2 separate regions of the Zea mays genome follow, and region 2 is linked to region 1. Evidence: chromatin contacts called from public Hi-C data. All regions are on one chromosome and are shown on one strand. Each heading gives the region's core, a stretch centred on a gene start, on an enhancer-like site or on the middle of the called end of the contact. The rest is flanking DNA. Distances are from core to core; before and after follow the strand shown.

The links. Hi-C and Micro-C count contacts between places; a contact is called where the count stands out from the background.
Region 2: a Hi-C map of leaf shows a contact between it and region 1, with 4 times the contacts expected there. The contact joins the enhancer-like site here to the promoter of LOC103647788 in region 1. A contact is called at or near these places in 10 of 25 Hi-C or Micro-C datasets (bundle sheath, ear, endosperm and 4 more) and 1 of 3 datasets of contacts at active chromatin or transcription factors (seedling).

What each region holds. Positions count from the first base shown.
Region 1 is chr2:215,024,523-215,031,295 of Zm-B73-REFERENCE-NAM-5.0, reverse strand. LOC103647788 (SUMO-activating enzyme subunit 2) reads right to left here and starts at 2,471. Exons shown (of 11, transcript XM_020548590.3): 1 at 2,144-2,471; 2 at 1,938-2,027. The coding sequence starts at 2,179. LOC109944607 (a long non-coding RNA gene) reads left to right here and starts at 4,133. Exons shown (of 2, transcript XR_002267718.2): 1 at 4,133-4,221; 2 at 4,314-4,471.
Region 2 is chr2:215,148,213-215,155,921 of Zm-B73-REFERENCE-NAM-5.0, reverse strand. No RefSeq gene overlaps it. Among protein-coding and RNA genes, the nearest start is that of LOC100274963, 7.0 kb to the left of the region's middle. Within about 2 kb of position 1,956, at least 15 of the 20 cell types and tissues checked have an H3K27ac peak or open chromatin away from gene starts, as enhancers often do. A contact at or near this core is called in bundle sheath, ear, endosperm and 3 more, where this site is marked.

The DNA of each region.
Region 1 (6,773 bases), core at 1,222-3,721:
CGTGGTCAGTTTTTTTCCGGACATATCATTTTCACGATGTTTTTTTACTGTTAAGTGTTAACATTAAGGCTCTAAAAAAATAATTGATAGAATGTTGGCTTGAACAAAGTTGCTCTGATGTTTTCTTTAAGTTCAAAATAAAACATAAAAAATCCCATTATTTTGTTTGTGGTTATATCTTCTTCATTTTATCTGTTCATGTAAATTCACCATGACTGGTGACAACACCAGATTGTTGACGAGTTTGAGGGGGTCATCGAACAGCAAAAGGATTTCAACAGGTAGGTGTTTGGTTCAGTGTTACTCACAGGTTTCACCTGACAATCTGACATAGTAACATGGAAACTGTGATCACTGGTCAATCATTTTATATGATATATACATTTACACTAACATGCAAGATATATTGAACCTTTCTGTAGTTTTCTGCAGACAATCACGAGTTCTGATCTCTACTGTTTCTTTCTCTGACCTTGATGAGAAGGGTGATATGGATTATGGAATATGATGATAACTGTCCAGATTCAAAAAGAGAGTTACAACCCCAAAGTGTAGATACCAATAAGGACTGGGAGTTTCGTGGCGTGCACAGGGTATGGACATAGAAACTGGACATCATATATCTTTTATATGAAATTCTGCATGTTGTTTTGTTTTTGAGGAGCACTATTTTACAATTTTAATCTGTTTTCCTTTTGCTAGGTGGCGAAGTTGGACAAGTGCCTACGCAAAAAAATCAAGGAATGGGCATGCAGTAACTGTTTTTACTGTTGGTATGAGTGGCATGTTTGACGAGAGGGTAATTGGGCCTAAGGATTTGCCAAAGCCAGCTCAGTGGCACCACATAGCTGTCCATAATGACCACCTAGGTGCTTATGCTGTTCAGAAGCTGGTGAAGGAGTATGTGGTTTAAATAAATAAAATCTTCATTTTACCTTGAATACAACTATATCAATCTTTTTCGCTACGGATGCTGTTATATTTTTTCTTTCACCTTATGTCAGTTCTGCTGTCTATGTTGAGGGCGATATTGAAACCAGGGTCTACAATAACAGCGTTAATGATCATTTTGCAGATTCTATGGAATCAGGCCAGAAATAGTAACAAGTCACGGCATTTTTCCCGCGCTTCGTGGACGCACCCCCCCCCCCCTCGCGCTATAAAAGGGAGGGCACACACGGTAGGGGAGGACGGAGGAAAAACGAACTCAAGGCTTCTCAGAGGGTCTTAACAAACGGACAGACGAACACAGACTGACTGAGAGACTCTCAAGCAATACAACTCACAGTGGATGTAGAGTATTACGCTCCGACGGCCCGAACCACTCTAACCCTTGTGTTCTCAAGTTCATCCAACTAGCCAGACAAATCCCTAAGCCCCCTCCTCGTCTTAGGATCAGGGCGAGTGTGTTACGCCACCTGGCCGGAGATGTTTTCTCTCCGACAGCTACCTTTATACCTTTTTATGCCTTGATATATGAAAGGCAAGCATCAATCGAATAATGTGAGTGTGATATCTGATCTTGCTTTCATGGTTGATTTCATACATTTAAGTGTCTGTGGTGAATCTATATTGAGTAGTGTCCTACTCAATATATTGAATAATAAACAATGAGATGTCTTGTGTTTGACGAACGATGTATGTCCGGTGAAGTATTTATTAGTCCTTTATTTTTAGGCGCAATTATATTTGAGAAATTGGTGAGAAATACTTGACACATTTGTGGATGGTTCCCAATATTGGTGTCGAGCATTCCGATCATGGATTAATGCCGTGGCAGCTTTTGATCCGATCCTCCTAGGTACGAACATCATTTCTAGGACATGATTAATAAAAAATGAACGAGATGCATACAATATATATGAAGCACTGGTTGGAGCAAAACGAGGCAGTAAACCTAAACACAGCGTTGATGTCAAAACGAAACGGAGACTCACGATGTGTATGTCGCTGAATCCGGAGAGCGCGAGCGTCTTGAGCAGCTCGCAGCCGATGCCTCCCGCCCCGACCATCAGCACCTTCGATGCCTGCATGCCCGCGCACCCAGACGCACGCGCACACACCAGGGAAAAACGTTAACGAATCATCCCTGCGCGCAGGCGCAACCGAAATCCGACAGTGCACGACGGGGCCCGTCACTCACCTTGACGGCCTCCTCCGAGGACGCGGCGGCGGACATCGGGGGGGGGGGGGGGGGGGGGGGCGCAGTAGGGGCACGGCGAGGGTTTTGAGTGAGGTGGGGTTTGGGGGTGCGGATGGGAAGTTGGGGCGAGAGGGAGAGCGGTTTGGGCAATTTCGTGCCAGGGAGACGCGGAGGGAACGGCGGGCTGCCAAAGGGATGCTGTCCGGGTGGCTGCTGCGGACTGCGGTGCTGCCTGCCTGGGGCGGTGGGGCCTGGGCAGCCCAGCCTGCCCGCTGCCCGCTGGTCAGCCGTCGTGCCAGGCTCGATGCGGCATTTAAGGCACGTTTGGTTCCACCTAGATTTTTAAGGATGTGTTTGGTTGCGGGTCAGGACGAGATGGAACAGGACCATCCCACACACTAGAGTGTTTGGTTGTGAGTCAAGGCTGAGACGGGACCATCCCCACAAAAATACTATCACTAGAATATTGTCCCTATTCATCCCTCTGAATCGGACGGACAATTGCGTCCTCCCTGGGACAAAGCCCCTCACGAGCCCTTCTCATCCTCAGATCCGGCTCCTTCACCCCGCTGGCCGGCGAGCGGCGAACTCCAAGTGCAGAGTGGGACAAGGCCCCTCACGAGCGGTGAGTCCCCTTTCCCCTCTACTCTCCTCTTCCCCTCTGATCTCCTCTTCCTCCTCCATCCCTGGGCGTGGTGGCGACGTACCAGGCACCCGAGTTATGCTCGTACTGCGGCGGTGTGGTGGTAGCAGCCGACGTGGAGAGCACGCCGCAGCTCTGCTTCTTCTTGCTCTGCTTCGCATCCGACGCTGCTGCTTCTGCTCCCTCTGCTCACGTCGCCTTGTGTCCCTCGCCTGGACGGTCGCCCGAACAGGAAAGCAGGCACCTGGAGGTCACGCTGCACCTGAAGTTCCAGATCCCGGGTGCCATGTCCATCCACGCTGCACCTAGAGTTCTAGATCTTGTAGTACTGTAGTCTAATTGATTTTTGGTGCTAGTCTGATTGATTTTTGGTGGACTGATATCACGAGTAGTACTTAGTTTGTAGGTAGTAGGATTGATTCGCCACAACATCAGTAGTACTGTAGTCTGTAGTGGATTGATTTGCCATGTTATAGGTTCAGAGAATAATATCCGATCTTCACATGGAAAAATAAGCTCAATTAAGAAGAGCGATATTCCATATCTAAGAAATGAAATCGTAGATTCATGCGTACTATAATGTCTATTAAACTAAAAATAGGAAAAAGATAAAAATGTATAACAAAAGTATGAAATATATAGGAGTAGATAAATTAACTTATAAAAACTTATATTTTGATTAATGTAATGTTCAGCAGGGAAAAAATATGTTGAATGTGTTTTAGGTACAAGTCCGATGCATACATGCAGTTAACACTTATATTTTGTTATTATGGACAGTTTGCATGAACACTTGATTGTACACCTATATATCAATTCTACATGATTGCTGTTTGCTTGAGATTATTTCCCCAAATATTGATATGATTCCAGATTCATCATGACATGCCATATATTTTTTTTTGGATTTGATGCTTACATGTAGATGGATAAGAAGACCAAGATTATAGTTTGTGTTGCTGCTGCACATATATTACTGTCAATGATGGCTATGATTATTCATTCTAGAAAAAGAAAACGAAATGCAAGGAGGACTGGGATTACCTATGCACCAATGCATGAAAGGGATAGAACTAGAATTGAATATCTCAACACAAAGATTTGGAGGGATGACACAACATGTATAAACATGATTAGAATGAAAAGGGCTTGTTTCTTTCACCTAACTAAACATTTTAGAGAGCGTGGTTTACTTCAGGACACTATTCATATGTGTGTTGAACAACAAGTGGCCATGTTTCTAAATACAGTTGGGCATAACCTTAGAAATAGGTTGATTGGCACGAATTTTGGTAGATCTAGGGAAACAGTTAGTCGATGTTTCAATAAAGTTCTTCGTGCAATTGGTGAGCTACGTGGGGAACTAATTAGGCCACCTTCATTGGACACTCCAACCAAAATAGCAGGGAACTACAGATGGGATCCGTATTTTAAGGTGTGAAACTTATCACTCTTTTGTTTTTAGGTCTATATTCATGTTGCACATATGGCCCCTAATGTTTCATGCTTGTATTGCCCTTAAACTAGGATTGTATTGGAGCTATTGATGGTACACATGTAAGAGCCATTGTTCCTAGAGATATGGAGCATGCCTTTCGTGGTAGGAAGTCCTATGCGACTCAAAATGTAATGGCGGCTGTAGATTTTGATCTACGCTTCACTTATGTGTTGGCTGGTTGGGAGGGAACAGCTCATGATGCTAATGTATTACGAGATGCTTCAGAACGTGTGAATGGCCTTCGTGTTCCACAAGGTAATAGTTTCACTTATTTGCTTGTAAATGACAATGTTTATGGAATTATGACCATAATATATTATTTCTTGCTAACCATAGCGGTTGGAACTATGGATTTTATTTTATTTTATTTTATTGCATTGCATTGGATAATTTGACAACTTCCAATATATGTCATTATCAAGAATAAAATAGATTGTGAGATTTTTCGTTAGATAATAAAGTGCCACTTATACGTTATCTCATATGTTCAAATTTTGTTGAAATCAAACAGAGCTTTTGTTTGTGTTACATTCAATATTTGAATATCAATTATGAATATTAAATATAGACTTAATTAGATTTTAATAAATTTATCTCGTCTTAATTAATTTTATAATTAAACTATATTTAATACGTTATTATTTACTCAATATTTACATATATCTAACCAATAAAACACACATGTTTTATTAAAACAAAGTCCACACGTAATATATATATATAAATCATAGTAATGCACGGACATTCGACTAGTCTCTATCTCTACTATACTAGGTGATTGTCCGTGCGTTGCAACGGGATCATATAATACCAATAAAAATATATATATATAACACAGAATGGGAGGTTAACTTTGCACCGTTAATAAGTAGTAGAGATTTTACCAATGAAATTACACGGAGCCCAAAAGAGTAAAATTTGTTGAAATTATATGGAGAAGGGGGTCACATATGGATGATGTGCACATAAAGGTGATTAGAGATGAAGCGGGATGCCTCGCACCACGTGTATGGACACCGAGAAAAGCGGCAACACGACACCGCGCAACGTGCTGACGAGGAACTTGAACGGGGAGGAGGTCTGGACCTTGAAGACGACTGGGAGGGATGTGTGCAGGGAGCGGAGGCAAAGGTCGACATGGCACTTGGAGTTGGCTTGAAGTCGATCACCACTTCATCCTCCTCCACCTCCAGGAGAATCACTCCCTCCTCCTCCTGCAATAGAATCACCCATCCGCCTCATACCTATAAATAATTTAAGGAAATAACTGGACTGAATCAAATGAAGAAGAGAAACAAAAGATAAGAGAGATTTTCGCTCACCAGACAAGGATACCAACAACACTCATGCAGTGTTTCCCCCTAGGTAACATGTCAGTTGTACGATACTGGATAGTTACAACAACCTGAAAATCATTGATAAGTCATATGTATATACAACGGATCTTGGTAACAAACCACATGCTCCCATGAATTCAACTTATGTTGCTTAACTTAAAAGGGTTGTAGGTGCTCACTTTTGGCTCTGCTAGACCCATAAACCAGAAACTGTTTCTTAGGATCTTTGATCTTCAGATGACAGGAAACAAAACAAACAGTTACTAGGTGGACATTAACATCATTTTCTGCGAGGGGGCATAGTTTTTAAATGGTAAATATTGCCAGTCACACAGGATCCGGTCGTCTTCTAACACATCTGTAGATTAGAACATCATCAGGAACCTGAATTCAACAAAAAATCGGAATGGAAGGGGATAAAGGCATCTGTGGCTACACTGCCCCAAAAGAAAGTTATTTGTATCACTGTGTAACACAATGTCAGGTAAGAGCAGGAGAATAATAAAAGCATGGTACTATGTTCTTGCTCGATTAAAAGTATAGTTTTTCTACAAAAAAAATGCATAATACATCCACAGATGCATACATGACACTACTCTACTGGTATTTGTTGTATTACACACAGCCATGCAGCCACTTCAGCCACCTAGATTAATACTACACAGAAATAGTTGCCGAAATACATGTTGAAGTGATGTATCATTTCCGATATAACCAGGTAAATAAAGTATCTAATTACATAATCAACAAGAAACTTACAGGTCAGCCAATGGAACCATTTCAGATCCATGATAGGTATCTATCTTGAAGGACCTTGAAGAAACAAGAGTTTTTGCAGATAAATATTTCTCCAAGCTAAAATCATCTGGGTCAACATCCAGCTCTCCATTCAATTGAAAAAAGATACTTTCCTACTGTGGTTCAGATAGAGCTTTCTCAATAACTGAAATGGGAACTTCACTAAACCATGAGGGGATGTGTGTTGCAACATGTAGAATCAATACAACAATATAGCATGTAATACAGAAAAAAAAACTCCATACAAACTAAGGCCCTAACAAACTCTTACCTGGATGAATGTTGCAACATCCTCCTCAGCCATACCTCCAATTTCACCAATGAGAACAATGCCTAAAAGACATAGAATAGTAT
Region 2 (7,709 bases), core at 707-3,206, 130 kb before region 1:
AGCCCACTTATATAGTCGTATAAAATATTGTTTTGTATTGGACTGTACTGTTCGTATAGTCTATAAAAACGAGAATGGATAAGAATAAGCTGCTGGAGATACGTGCTTCCATAGGGTTGTTATCCACGCATCTAGCATTTCGGTTCAGGCCAGCAGGTTGGCTCCAAGGGCCGGGCTGGCGGCCATCAAAACAAGAAAGGCCTAAAGTGAGCCAACCAAGGCATCTATAAGACCACAGCAAAACTCAGGTCTGGGCGCTATCAATTTCCAAGTCTTCGATAGGCTATGTTCCTATCTTATTTCTTATCTCACTTTTTATTTTAAACTTTACTTTATAAATAATATAGTCTACATTAAAAAATGTTTTATACGTTTATATATATAAACGCTCCGTCGAAGATGGCCTAACAATAAGGTTCCTCCGATTTTTCTCTTTTGCCTTTTATCAAAGAAGAGCCAAAGAGTGAAAAAGCTTGGTATCAGCTTGACCGCAGTTGAAAGCACTTGTTTAACAAGGCGCGAGAGAACAAGTTCCCTGATTGCGAGTGTAAAACGTGCTGAAATGACTTGCAAACCATCACCACTAATCAACATGCACCCCACGGAGTTCCAGTTCTGCATTCAGCTCTGTATGTGCTGTTTCTTTACCCCCCCCCCCCCCCCCCCCCCCAAAAAAAAAACATCATGGCCAGCATTGGGCCCCCTCTAGTTCAGCTCCACATCTACTTTTTAAGCCGGAGCCTCACACCTTTCGCCGACTAACTTAGAACCCGTTTAGATCTTAATAGACTCCCCAATCTAACTTATGAAAACCAAGCTAGTATCAAACATTCATTAGCTTTACAAGCCAGCTTCCACAGTCTCGGAAATCGAATAAACCTACCTTGTACCACAGTTTATAGAAGTTCGGATGGGTCCTAATCCTAACACAGCCTTAGTGGCTTACACAAACATGAACCCCCTTCTTTTTAAATTATAAGACATTTTATTTATTTTAAAATAAAACATCTTAAATTTGATCAAAATTATAACGTTAAATAGATATACTATAAAATTATAATTAATTAAAATCTAATAGTATTTTTATATCGTAATTAATATAAATATAAATTTGGTTACGCTTAAAACGTTGTGATTCTCTATAAAATTGAATTGACTTGTAATTTAAAATGCAGTATACCACACGCCACACAGCGCTCCACGCCTCCACCCGTTCCAACAGTCGTCCGCATGTAGCAGTCACCACCGACCTATTCACCTTGCCTGACCTAGGTGCCCGCTGATCGCGGAACTTGTTGTCGTTAGGCTAATCATAATGGCTATTTTATAACACTCTTTCCAGCACTGCCACATCATCAAGAGTGTCATGAAACTCTCAATATAAAATTTAGTTTCACTATTTTATAGACTAAGATATCAATTAAATGCTGCAACTAAACAACCAATAGAAATCAGTAAAATATATGGAGATGAAACGACAAATCATTCGCAATGGAGGTTTCACACGATTTTCAAGACCTTGAAAACGTGTTGACATAGTTTTATCCTCGTAAAACTCATTTATCTTAAATATTATAATATGTTATCTAAAATAATGACGTGGCACACTATTAAATGTAGATGAAACCATTGTAAAACTATCATTGTGAATAGCCTTAACACACGGACACGGTGATAGAGAGTGATAGGATATTTTGGCAGCAGATGAAGCGGATCACAGGCTGGTGTAAACGTCACCGCTGCTCGCGTCCGCAGTGCCACTGCCCACTGCCACGCGCCCACGCTCCCGAAATAGAAAACAACTGTACAACTCAAGTTTAGTTTTATCCCTAAAGATATACTCTCACTCTAAAAAGGAATACGACTAAAGTTGATTAATATAAGTTGGCTGAGGGCCGGCCGAAGTTGGGTCCGCCCACCTAAAGGCAGAAGCACCCGCACCAAGCACGGCGTACGGGCCACCGATGGATCACACGTCTACGTCCACTGGGATCAAAGGCAGGCAGGAAAGCGCAGCATCTGTCAGTGTGAACGAATCAGCACGCGGAGCCAATTAAGACCGGGTGAATGAGTGCCTATGGGCTATGGCGCACAAATTCCCCGATTAGGAGCCCAAAAACTTGGTTTTACACGGAGAAACCCGCGGCGCACAAAATTTCGCCCTCTATTAGATTATCTTCAATAGACTCCTTATCTAACTCTCTATTTCAATCTCTAATCTACGAACAGTGCAATCTATAATTTAAAATAGTACTTTCTGTTGGATTTATGGGCTAGGCTCAATTGAGTAATTCAATTAAGTCCTAGAAAAATCTCAAAAGCCCATGTATAGGTATGACTAGGGAATAGTGGAATAACTAGGTGATTACCCGTGCGTTGCAACAGGGACATATAATAACATAATAACTTATATACAAAATGTGTCTTATATTGTTATAAGAAAATGTTTCATAATCCATTTGTAATCCTAGCCATACATAAATTTTGTTATTTTAATTTAGTTGTTTCACTACTACATTACAACCATCCACTACCGGAATCGCAGGCTTTGCCGAGTGCCCGAAGCACTCGGCAAAGCCTTAAAAACACTCGGCAAAGGCTTTGCCGAGTGTCGCACTCGACAAAGAAGGCTCGGCACACAGTGCATCGGCAAAACCTTCTTTGTCGAGTGCTTTTTCTCGGGCACTCGGCAAAGAGATTTGCCGAGTGCCAGAGAGCACTCGGCAAAGAAAAGCAGCCGTTACGGCGCCGGGTGACGGAGACTGCGGCTTTGCCGAGTGTCTCTGGTGACACTCGACAAAAGAGTTATCTTTGCCGAGTGTCTGCCCGGCAACACTCGGCAAATGATCCATCTTTGTCGAGTGCCACCTAGGACACTCGGTAAAGAACCCGTCAGGGAGGGTCCCCATGTCAGGTTCTTTGCCGAGTGTCAGAGACATTACACTCGGCAAAGAACCTATACCGGTGCCCAGGTCTTGGTTCTTTGCCGAGTGTTACACTCGGCAAAGTGACCAGTATGCACCTTTTTATTTGTTTTTTGTATTCCATCCACACAAACAAAAAATATTACATATATACATCACAGATATCATCATAAACATAAATAGCCAACACAAACATAAATATTCATCACAAACATAAGTGTTCAACACAAGTATCAAACACAAACATAAGTCTCATACGTCTCAAGCTCTGACATAAGTATCAAACACAAACATAAGTATTATACACAAGTTCTGAAGTCTAAACACTGAAAACACAACATCTCATGGAGGTGGGCGGTTTGACTGGTGCTGCATTGGGCTAAACCCTTCTGGAGGGTTGTTGGATGCCGCCCCAGATTGGCCCTGCACAGAGAAGAGATTGCATGTGTTATACCAGATGCATTACCAACATCTAACTACAATTTTGATACTCACAGGAGTATGGAAGAGAGCAGGGTCAACTGGAGGGAACAATGGAGGTGGTGGAGCGATGCCCTGTGCGGCGCCAAGGCTTTGCATGTACTGGAACATCTCTACCATCCTCTGATCAGCCTCCCGCTCCGCCTCCCGCTCCGCCATAATCCTCGCCTCCATCTCGTGACGTTCCCTCCTCTCTTCTTCTAGTTGAGTCTGTAATATTACAAGCCAACGTTATAGTAACTCAAAGAGAAGGTATATAACTCAAGGAAGGACGAGTTACAGAAGCACTAACCTTGAGTTGCTGTATGCGAAGCTGTGAGCTGTCGTGCCGAGGTCGTATGGCTGGACTCGAGCCCGTGCTCCTTGCTCTCACCTGAGACAGAGTGGGAGTGGAGGACGAGTCGATTGTCGAGTCGGCAATCCAGTAGCGCCCATGTCTCTTGCCTCCTCCGACCCTCATGAGCACATCGGGGTCGATCGGCTCGGTGCTTGGATCATAGTCTGGGCCATGGACCTCCTGCGCCATGGCGGTGTAGTCATGAAGGCGGTTGTAGACGGCGTGGTTGGTGTAGGCCTCGGGCCTGTCCTCCGGGTTGTAGGTGACGTCTGACGTCGCTTTGCCCTTATGGGCCATAGCATAGGCCGAGAAGGTGGAGCAAGGTCGGCCACCATGTGACGCCGACTGCAAGAAAACCAACGAGATAGTTAGAAACAATATCTAATCCAATGCTATATACCTAAATAAAAAAGAGTGCGTACCCATGCTTCGGCATAATTCCCTAGGCTCGGGCTGCCTTGGTGGTGGGAGGGACCTTGCATCATCATACGCCGTTCCCGGCTAGCGGTGTGTGCCTCCTCCCACTCAACCGAACACCACATATCCACCATCTGCTCCCAGCACAGAGGATGTGCGGCGCACCAATGTGGAATCACCTACAAAGTAAACACGTAAAGTGCATATCAGAAGATAAAATAAAATTCATGCATGGAGTGCTGGAACCAAAATGCATGACTTTACCTGCAGGTACTGGTCCCTGGTCAACGACATGGTTCGGGCTTGCTGCTTGTTCACCCTCTCCCCAAGGACGGAGCCATGGTAGGTGATGATGGCCTGGATTCGGGCCTCATAGTGCATGTCCACGACGAGCTTCTTACAGCTCGTGGTGGCCACCACATCCGCCCTAGCCTCGTATCCAGCATCGCATCTAAAGAAATCCTGCATACAAAAACGATGTATCCATACATTATTTCAAGAATTTGTAACGAATGCGACATATTTTACATTATACTAAGACTTACCCACAGCTCTTGCTTCACCCGCTCTGCCTTGTTTGCGAATTCCCGGCCGTCCCGGTCTACTGCATCGGGGGCGACGGCGTAGTGGTCGAAGGTAAAAGTTGGGCCCGTCACTCCGGCGTACTCCACCAATCCAAGGAAGTGTTCCCTGCACAGCAGGCCGAGGATGCCATTGGGAGGGCGACGATGACCCCCAGCATAATCCAGAACCGTCCAAGACCTGTCCAAGTGATAAATAAAAATTATTAGTTTATATTATGATTTTGAACACGTAATAGAATGAAGAACATATTATGATTTTGAACACATAATAGAATGAAGAACATAAAGTTACATACCTCTCCCCATCCGGCCGAATCAGCGGTCGCCTCTCCCGAAGTATGGGACGCGGAAGGAGACTCGCGGGGCCTCGCAGGTAGATGCTCCTCGAACTTGAGCCGCCAGAACCTGAGGCGTCATGCTGCTGGTCGTCGTCGTCCTGCTGCTGGTCGTCGTCGACCTGAGGCTCCGCCTGCTGCTGGACAAGGTCATCCTGCTGCGCTGTAGCATCCCAAAAATCCTAACCCAGGTTTGAAACCCTAATCTACCCTTTTCCCCTCCCTGCATCCTCAAATTCCAAGACCTCCACTAAATTTTCTTCATCTTATGCATACATTTTGTTTGATCACAAAGCACCTCACTTAGATTCTATTTTTTTAAACACTTAGAATATCCACAAAATAATTTGTTCAAAAGAAAAGGGGCAAAATGGGAAATAGTAAATTGAGATGAAAAAGAAAAAGAGAAAAGCTTTCTCCTCTCCCTGCTGGACCGGCTTCCGGCCCAAACCCGCGACCCCTCCCTTCCCACGCGCCCGCGCTCCTCCGCTTTCGGCCCATCTTCGGCCTGCCTCCGCGCGCGCGCGCCAGCCTGCTCCACGCCCCGCATCTCTCGCTGGCAAGGCGTCCCCACCCGTCAGCCGCCCTCTTTCTCGCGCGCTCGCTCCCTCTGGCAGAATGGCCCCGCTGGTCAGTTGCTTCGTCGTCCTTCCGCCGTCTCTTCACCGAAGTCACCTCCGGCCGTCGCCTCCGTCCTCCCCTCTGCCACCTCGCCGCACAGGGAAGTTTGGCACCGCTCCGTCCTCCCCCCCTTGACCAGCGTCCTCGCCGGTACCGCCCCACCGTAGCGTCCCCTCGGCGGCGTTGTGCGGCATTAATGGCGGCACTGTGAAGCTCGTCGGAGCCAAGCTGCTCCACCGCCCCCCTTCCCTCGCGCGCCTATAAAAGGCTCGCCCCGAGCCCCTCCTTCCTCGCACCAGCCTCGGCCATCCCTCTCCTCCCCTCCCCCGAGCACAATTCGCGAAGCGCTGACGTCGTTCTCCTCTCCGGTGAGTCCCTTCCTCCTCCTCCCTCTCCTTCTCCGATGGTCCGGCAAGAAATTAAGTGGGGCGAGCAGCTCCCTCACGTAGCCACGAAGCCGAAGCACCACCTTCCAACCCCCGTCCCCGACCCAGAGCCCACCGGCGGCGATCCCCGCCGCGGAACTCCGCCCCCTCCCCGTGGGCAGCCCCCTCCCAACCCTCTCCGACCAAATTGAGCCTACCGTTGGAATCGCCAGCCTCCACCCGTGCCAAACCACCCTCCCTTGGTCGAAGAACCGGGCCACCGGCGGCAAGCCGCCGTCAAGCTGGTTCGCCCCGCCGTCTGGTCGCGACGCCGTTTCCTCCCCCCCCTCTCGCTGGCAAGTGGGCCCATAGAAGCGTCGTCGCCCTCGCAGCCGCGCCGTCTCCCCCTCGCTCTTGGGCCGCCCCTGGGCCGAAAGCACTTCCGCGCGCGCGCTCGCGCCCGGGGTGGGCCAAAAGCCGTGCCCCCAGCCCAGGAAGGAGGATTTCTCTTTTCTTTTTCTTTTCCACCCCCCCTTTTCCCATTTAAAATAGTGTTCTCAATATTTTATGCACCAAAAAAATTATCAAAAAGGATTTCCAAGGTTACATACAATAATGTTGTTAGAAAATGACACACTATGATTGATAAATCACTGTTGATGTATTGTTTTACTGCCTGTTTCCTAGAAGAAGCGGGGACCGCCGATCCGGATCCCGCAGCTCCGGAAGAAGGGTCGGAGCCTGAACTTTCGGAAGTAGATCTTCTGTGCCAAGAGAGCTTCAACGAAGGCAAGTCCATCCTTCCCTTGATGCATAAATTACCCATTCTCTCTACCACTGCCTAGACCGGGAACTATGGGGGAATATTGCATTGTGAGTGAGAGATGGCCCGCATTAACATATTCATTCTGGATACGAAATGTGGTTTGGGAAGAAAGGAAATGTGTTTTCTTCAAATAAAGTCTCCTCCTGAAAAGTTTTGCGATGAAGGGTACTCACCCTCATCACCCTGGAGTGGGATGATCAGGGACTCCCTGGTTTAGGGGAGGGCCTAAGGTGTTGGCTCAGCTGGTTTAGGTGTGAGCAGAAGGATTGTCCCCTCATATAAGGAGCGGCTTGTCATTTTCACTACCTGTACTCCTTTATCGTACAACCACTCGAGACTGTGTGGGCAGTCACTCAATCCAAACTCGTGCGGTCCAACCCCAGGGTTAAGAAGGCTGGGGAGCACCGGGAGGATAAGGAGGGGGAAAGTTTTGTCCGGTTTGGACATGGTGGTGGCCTGACTCCTTCCGGATAACCGTTAAGGTTAGGACGTACGAGTAAGGAAAGAGATCCGGCATTCGGGTCTCGCGATGGTGAGATCGCAGAAACTGGGCTAGTGGGTAAAGTGTACCCCTCTGCGCAGAGTTGAAACCTATTCGAATAGTCCGTGTCCACTGGTATGGATGAGTCCGGTATGGTATGGCAATTAGAACTTTCTCTATGAATTTCAAGAAAAAGGGAATGTGTGAATAAGTAGGTGTTAGGAAAGAACTAAGGCCACGGGAGCGGGAAGCTCAGTGGCGGTTGAGTTTTTGGTTATTATAAGACTATGGGAAAAACCTTCAAGTATCTGCCTTCCTCTAAGAAAAATGTTGAGTGAC